Regions from separate parts of the Mus musculus genome. Here region 2 is linked to region 1. Evidence: chromatin contacts called from public promoter capture Hi-C data. All regions are on one chromosome and are shown on one strand. The core of a region is the stretch at or near the end of the contact, and the rest is flanking DNA. Distances in the headings are between cores, read along the strand shown. Region 1 overlaps Tjap1 (tight junction associated protein 1). Region 2 has its middle 24 kb from the start of Vegfa.

The links. Capture Hi-C pulls out chosen DNA fragments and counts their contacts.
Region 2: a contact with region 1 is called in a promoter capture Hi-C map of liver. The contact joins two enhancer-like sites. A contact is called at or near these places in 1 of 484 Hi-C or Micro-C datasets (cortical neurons), 1 of 115 datasets of contacts at active chromatin or transcription factors (pancreatic cancer cells) and 2 of 9 other capture datasets (adipose tissue and liver).

The regions. Positions count from the first base shown.
Region 1 is chr17:46,264,216-46,267,568 of GRCm38.p6, reverse strand. It overlaps Tjap1 (tight junction associated protein 1), which reads left to right. Exons shown (of 10, transcript NM_001252474.1): 3 at 2,591-2,686. Among named protein-coding and RNA genes, the nearest start is that of Lrrc73, 12 kb to the right of the region's middle. Within about 2 kb of position 1,533, at least 119 of the 459 cell types and tissues checked have an H3K27ac peak or open chromatin away from gene starts, as enhancers often do. A contact at or near this core is called in liver, where this site is marked.
Region 2 is chr17:46,054,745-46,057,952 of GRCm38.p6, reverse strand. No RefSeq gene overlaps it. Among named protein-coding and RNA genes, the nearest start is that of Vegfa, 24 kb to the right of the region's middle. Within about 2 kb of position 1,367, at least 18 of the 459 cell types and tissues checked have an H3K27ac peak or open chromatin away from gene starts, as enhancers often do. A contact at or near this core is called in liver, where this site is marked.

The DNA.
Region 1 (3,353 bases), core at 284-2,783:
CTTCTAACTCACCGTGTTATCCTCTCCCAGCTGGGGACCACCAGGTCCAAATGGACCTTGTTCTTCCCAGGCCTGTCCTATAGTCCAGGGTAGTGATGCTAGGCCCATAGTCTGTCCAGTGCGGTCCCTCACGGGCAAGATCCAGGGAAGTCAGTAGATTGTGGAAATGGAAGCAGAGGTTCAGGTGTCCCAACATGCCCTGATATTTATGGACCTGGGACAGGGAGTGGCACAGATCTGCCTCGAGGTGTGGGGTTGGGGAACCCAGTAGGTTCTCAGTGTTCTCAGTGGATCACCCCTGCTTCTCTAGTCAGGAATGTTTCTCCCCTCGTGACACTGCTAGAAGTAACCTTTCACCCCACCTCCATCCTTAGAGTCTCATCTGCTCTTTGTGTCCTCGCCACACCCACACCATCCCCCAACCCAGACATCTGTTTGATTGCCTCTAGCCTCAGAGAAGAAAAAATGTGCTCATAGTTGCAGCCCTGACTTACCGTCACGGCAGGGCAAGCTATAGGATATGGCACCTCAGTGAGGCATGTCTGCCCACATATAGAATTACCCTGAAAGTGTCTCAGTCCGCCCTGCCTGTCCACTGTTGTCACAAGTGCCCTGGTCCCTAGAAGAGAATGCGAGCCTTGGCAGGAGTTGGGTAGGTAAGTAAAACAGGCTAAGGTGGCAAATCACACCAGGGAGCCTGCCAAGTGAAGGGTTCCTCTGCCTTCTGGAACAGACAAACAAAAAGTGCCATCGAGAGCTGGCCCTGTGGGGAGAAGGCCAGCTCCTGGAAGCTCCCATCAGTTTCTAGAAGCTTTGCCTGGCTCCTCTTTAGTCAACGGCCTTGGTCCTACCTGGTTTCCCAGGCATACACACCCACACATCCACACCTTCAAATGTTAGGCCCTGGTTAACCTACAGTGCTCTGGGACTTTTCTAGGTCCCCTCCCTCAGGCCACAGGAGTCTCTGTGGTTAGATCCCTACTCCAGGTTGAGCACCTACTGGGGCGAGGCCCTCTGGAGGACAGCCCCTGTGGTTGTATGTTGTTTGTTCTCTCACCCCAGGAATGTGGTGTCCTTTCTGGCCCTCCCAGATTCCTGTGCAGGGAGTCAGCCTGACAGCATGCTGCTTGTGCCCTGTGGGGACACGTTCTGCCTCCTGTCAACGGGGCGGAGGCTGGTGGCTCGTGCTTCACTATTACAAGCTCTCCCCCAAATCCAGGCCAGGAACCTTAGAGAGGAGAGTCCTACTCCTGCTTCCCCGCCCTCCTCTGCCCCCACCCTGCTGCCCCAGGCCTGCTGGAATGTGACAGGAGTCATGGCCAGGGCATGTCCCAACAGTAGGAACACATGCTTTAGCCCGCAAGACCGCCTTCAGCCCCCAGCTCTGTAGCTCTGTTTGGGTTGATGGGGGTAGGAAGAGGTTTGTATTTTTTTTTTTTAAATGCTCAGAAAGCCACCTAGGGTTACTGTTTGCACTGATCACTGGCGGCTGCTGCCCCCATGCGGCAGCCCAGCTTATTACAGGTACGCCTCAATCCCGGGAAGCTGAGGGGACTTGGCAGCTCACTTGGCCCAGCCATTGGCAGTGGTGTGTGTAGAGCAGGCTTTGGCAGTGGGGAGCACGTTATCCAAGCGCTTGGAGATGCTGGAGCAGCCTTGGGCCTCAGCTCCCCGGGCTCGGGGTTAAATGTTTTCTCTTTTGAGCGTGTGTCGGTACTTACTTAAGCACAGTGTGCTTGTGGAGGTCATCAGGCTTTGCAGCAAGCATCGTTACCTACTGAGCCTTCTTGCCAGCCCCCCACAGTTACGGTTTATAGACTAGCGGTTCTCGGCCTCAGGGCTGGTGACCTTTGCCTTGCCACCTCCGGTATGCTGGCTGCCCTGTGTGTGGTAGGTTTAGTCGATATTCTGACTTTGACTCACCGGTAGTACCTCCCCATCTGCAGATTGTGAAAATTAAAAATGTCTCTAGACATTTGCCTGTTAACCCTGGGAGAAGCAGGGGGTAAACTCACCCTGGTTGAGAATCACTGCTCTGAACTGCTGAGGTTTGGATTTTGTTTCTCGGGTCTGCCTTCGCTCATTGGCAAGTTTATTGTACACTGTGGTACACAGAAATGGTCTCTGGGCTCATTTAGTCATTGCTAGGGGGTCTGCCGTACCATCGTCATCTTGCTCCTTTGCCAGGCCCTTTGTAGTCTCATTTGTAGTCTGCATTCCCCAGGATTCCCAGCTCTCTGTAGACTCTGAGAAGCCTAGGAGTGAATGGGACACAGACCAGTACCGGCCTATTCCAGAGCAGGGTATGTGCTGAGCGGAGGCAGCGTACGAAGTACATACATAAACACGCAGGCGTTGTTAGGGGAAGCCAGGTACTCGTTAATGCTAGCTGGTTTCCTTTTTGAGTTGATTTCACTTCATAAAGCAGGCTACTCTCAGACTATTGATCTTCCTACCTCTGTCGCTTGCTCCTAAGACCCACTGTGCTGTGGTCTCTTTGCTTACTGTTTTCTGGGAGCCTTCAGGTCCCAGACTGGACAGGCAGGCAGCTGACACCGGGTTTCCACTTTCTCCCCTTCTCTGGTTTCAGGAGCTCTTGGCTAGAGGAAGTAGAGGGGCCGTGGGATGTGGAGAGCCGAAGGCTGATTCCAGGAGAGCAGAACAGAGAGCTGCCAGCGAACAGACGGTATGTCCCGATGAGGCCTGCATTCTATACTTTGTTCTCTTCTGGGAGGCTGGTAGGTGAGCAGCCATATAGGTGCTCTCTTCCAGTGGGAGCCAGCACAGAAAGGAGGTGTGGCCAAAGGGGCTTGGCCTTTGTTGGCAGTGTCCAGAGAGCACTCTCAAGCTTGGAGACCCTTATCCAGGAGCCTGGGCTGGGTCGCTATCCCCAGACTTAGAAGATTTGTTCACAATTTATGGAAGGAAAACCTGAACTTAACATTGCCTAGTGCTGAGCACTGTTTTTGTTTTAGACAGTCTCGCTATGTAGCCCAGGCTGGCATCTGCCTTCCCAGTGCTTTAGATTGCAACTGTGTGTCACTGGCAGTGTCTCTCTGTTTGTTTGTTGAGGCAGAGTTCCAGTGTGTAGGATTGGCCTGAGGTGCACTGTAGACCAGTCCTGGAGCTTCCAGAGGTCCACTCTGCCGGCCTAATGTGGCAGTGCCCTTGTGGACCAATGGAGTCTGCACAGCAGCCTAGGAACTGCTGCTGCTTATACCCTCACCTACTTGAGCAAGATGGATGCTGTGCAGCTCTCTGCCTACAAGGGACAGTGTGGGCTGCTGTTGAGTCTCTCCACCCCACTTAGCCAAGTGTGCTCCTCCTGGGGCCCAGCTGGGAGCCCTTCTCAC
Region 2 (3,208 bases), core at 118-2,617, 210 kb after region 1:
ACCTCAAAGTACAGAACTCTGGAGTCAGAGGCAGGCTGATCTTGGAATTCCAGGTCAACCTGGTCTCCATAGTGACACATTCTAAGCCAGTCAGGGCTATATAGTGGGACCCTATCTAAATCCCTCCCCCACAAAAAATCAAAACCAAATCAAACCAAACCAAAACTCAAAAGCAAGCAAAACCCCAAACCATTAGAAAACAAAAACAATTAGAGAGAACATGAGAGAGAGAGAGAGAGAGAGAGGGAGAGAGAGAGAGCTTCAACCTCAAGACTCAGTCTTACACTTGAGTTCTACCCTTCAGCCTTTCAAGAGTAGCCTAAGGATCAAGATTCCTCTAAGATCAAGAAGCAGACTCCCTGGGAGTGAGTGACACCCAGCAAGTTGCTTCTCTGGACCCCAGTTTCCCCTTTGATAGCTTATGTTGCAATCTGTATAGCAACTAAGATAGTTCTGGGCTGGGGATGCTGGGCTGGGCGTAGGAGCACTAGATTGGCTCTTGGCCCACTTCTGCATCCCTGGGCAGGTGAGGAAGGAAAATAGCCGAGAAATCCACCTGTAGGCCTCTGGTGTTAGACAGGCTGCAGGGCCAGGCTCCAGGGCTGAAGGCTGAGTGGGGATTCTGTGCGGCTCTGGAAGAGCATGGTTTCATAGCCCTGGAGGCCACAGTATGTGTGTGTGTGTGTGTGTGTGTGTGTGTGTTGGAGGGGGGTGGCAAACTGTTCTTTTAGGCTCCCATTTGCACCCTAGCAGGGTCTAGTAGTTAACCTCCCAAGGCAGGGAGTGGGCAGGAAGGACCAAGGCAGCATGGGCTGAAGTGCATCTCCCTACCCAGGTCTAAAGAAAGCTTCCTTTCCTAGTCCTTGAACCCTAGTCTTGGACCTTGTTAAGGAAGACACTAATCCTAAAGGATAAGGAAGGACTCGCATCCCCTAAATAAAGAGGCCCCACCCCCAGGTCAGGCTAGGAGGGACAAGGCATTATCTCTCTGAGTTTAGGCATCTGTTGTAGTGGTCGGCGAACGTTTATGAGCCCCTCAGATTCCAGGACAAATGTATAGGAAGTAGAAGACAGGCCTTTAACTGGATGAATGAGTCCTGGGAAAAGAGGGCAAAGAGAAGGAGGTGGTGGCAATCTCTGACCAAGTAGGAGAGTCCCTGGCACAAGCCACTTCTCCCTTCCTCTTACCCCCTTGCCCCTGGAGATCCCCTGCCTCCTGGTGGGGCCCAGAGGGCAGGTTCAGGGAACTGCTCAGCCCGGGGTGGGTCACATAGGGCTTCAGAGATCGGCTTCCTTAGCTTTACACTGGGGCTGGCATTTTAAGCCTTTGCCCTGCCTGGGCCAGCCGGAGGGCAGAGGGCAAGGCCAATGGGGGCATGTTTTGGCAGGTAAACACAGCCTAAGTTGGAAGAGGCTAGGCCGGCATTTGTGCTGGGTTTACAATTGGCTCCTAGTTAGCCCGGATGGCTGGTCGCCGAGTGACTGAAGCCAGCCAGCATGTTTCCATTGGCCTGAGGTTCCTGGAGAGGAGTGGGGCAATCCTCCCCTTCCCTTTCACCTCTATTCCCCCTGGGGGCTGCAGGGAATGGCTTCTCCCTGGGTTCTTCCTTCTCTAACGAGAAGGGCTTCAGTGGAGGCTCACAGTTTCCTTTGCTTCCATCAGCCCGGGTTTGGGGCTGGCTGTGCTAGGCTTGGGCTGTGGCAGAGCTCTGGGGAGGAAAGGGCCTCTTCCCCAGAAAACTCTCAGATTGATGGATGACACATGCTCTACACCCCGGTGCCCCCACAAACTTGAAATCCACAATACAGGTTCCATGTGTCACCCACTGTCAGTTGAAAAAGCATAGTTAGTTTGCCTAGATGGTATATTTTATCCAAACCAGATGCAGGCTGCCTAACTAAACTATGACACAGTGCCTTCTTGTTACTGGTTGCAAGGGACATCCTGATTTCAGAGATGTGGGAGAATGTGAAAAATGTGTGTCAGAGAATCGAACTAAAGTTAAAAACATTTTCATCAGCGTCTCTCTTGTACACATTCCTCCCTCCCTGCAGCCAATGCTGTTTACTTAGAACACTTGACGTTATTAGACGTGCAGAGCCAGCAATGCGGTTCCTGGTACATGAGGAACTTGGTTCATTGAATGTCAACTCTTAAGCAAAATTATTTACGCATATACATCTGTGTTTGTGTCCGCATATGCATACATGCATGTGAGTGCTCTTGAAGACTGGAGCTGTCGCACTGCCTGACATAGGGAATGGGAACCAAGCTCTGGCCCTCGGGAAGAGCAGCACGTGCTCTTAATTGCTGAGCCTCCCCTTCGCGTATGGATTCATGGCTACCACAGTTTTTGGTACATAGATTTCATATGCACATGAAAGTCTGTTGGTGTGTTACTTGTTTTGTTTTTGTTGTTGTTGTTTTGTTTTTGAGACAGGGTTTCTCTGTGTTGCCCTGGCTGTCCTGGAACTCACTTTGTAGACCAGGCTGGCCTCGAACTTAGAAATCTGCCTGCCTCTGCCTCCCAAGTGCTTGGATTAAAGGCATGCGCCACCATGCCACCATGCCCGGCATGTTTTTTGTTTTTTGTTTTTTTTTTTTAAATCATCAACCTGACACAAACCGGAATAGCATAGGAAGAGGAAATTTCAGGTGAAGAATTACTTCCATTGGATCGGCTGTGCTTGTGTGTGTGTGTGTGTGTGTGTGTGTGTGTGAGAGAGAGAGAGAGAGAGAGAGAGAGAGAGGCTGTCTTACCTGTTTTACTTTTTATTGTTTGTTAGAGGCAGGGTCTCTTCATATATACATAGTCCTGTCCAGGAACTCAATCTGTAGATCAGGCTGGCCTCGAACTCAAGAGACCTGCCTGCCTCTGCTTCCCCAGTGCTGGGCTTAACAGTGTGCTCCACCACACCTGGCTGACACTGTCGTGTGTTTCCTCTATGGTTTCTGCTTCAGCCTCCAGCCTCCGCTCCTGGCCTCCCTGGAAGCGGAAATGGGTTTTCCTCCTCAGATTGCTTTTGGTCAAGGTGTCCATGCACAGCAAGAGAGAGCACACAGAGACTGAGCCAGTTGTGAGTTGAGTCTTGCATCGTTCTGAGATCTTTGAGAACTTGAAGGGTTGGAGGTAGAGGGGTCAGGCAAGGACGGGAGACAGCTTGGAAACTCCAAAATGTACGTAAAACCTGTGGACCTTTGGAGATG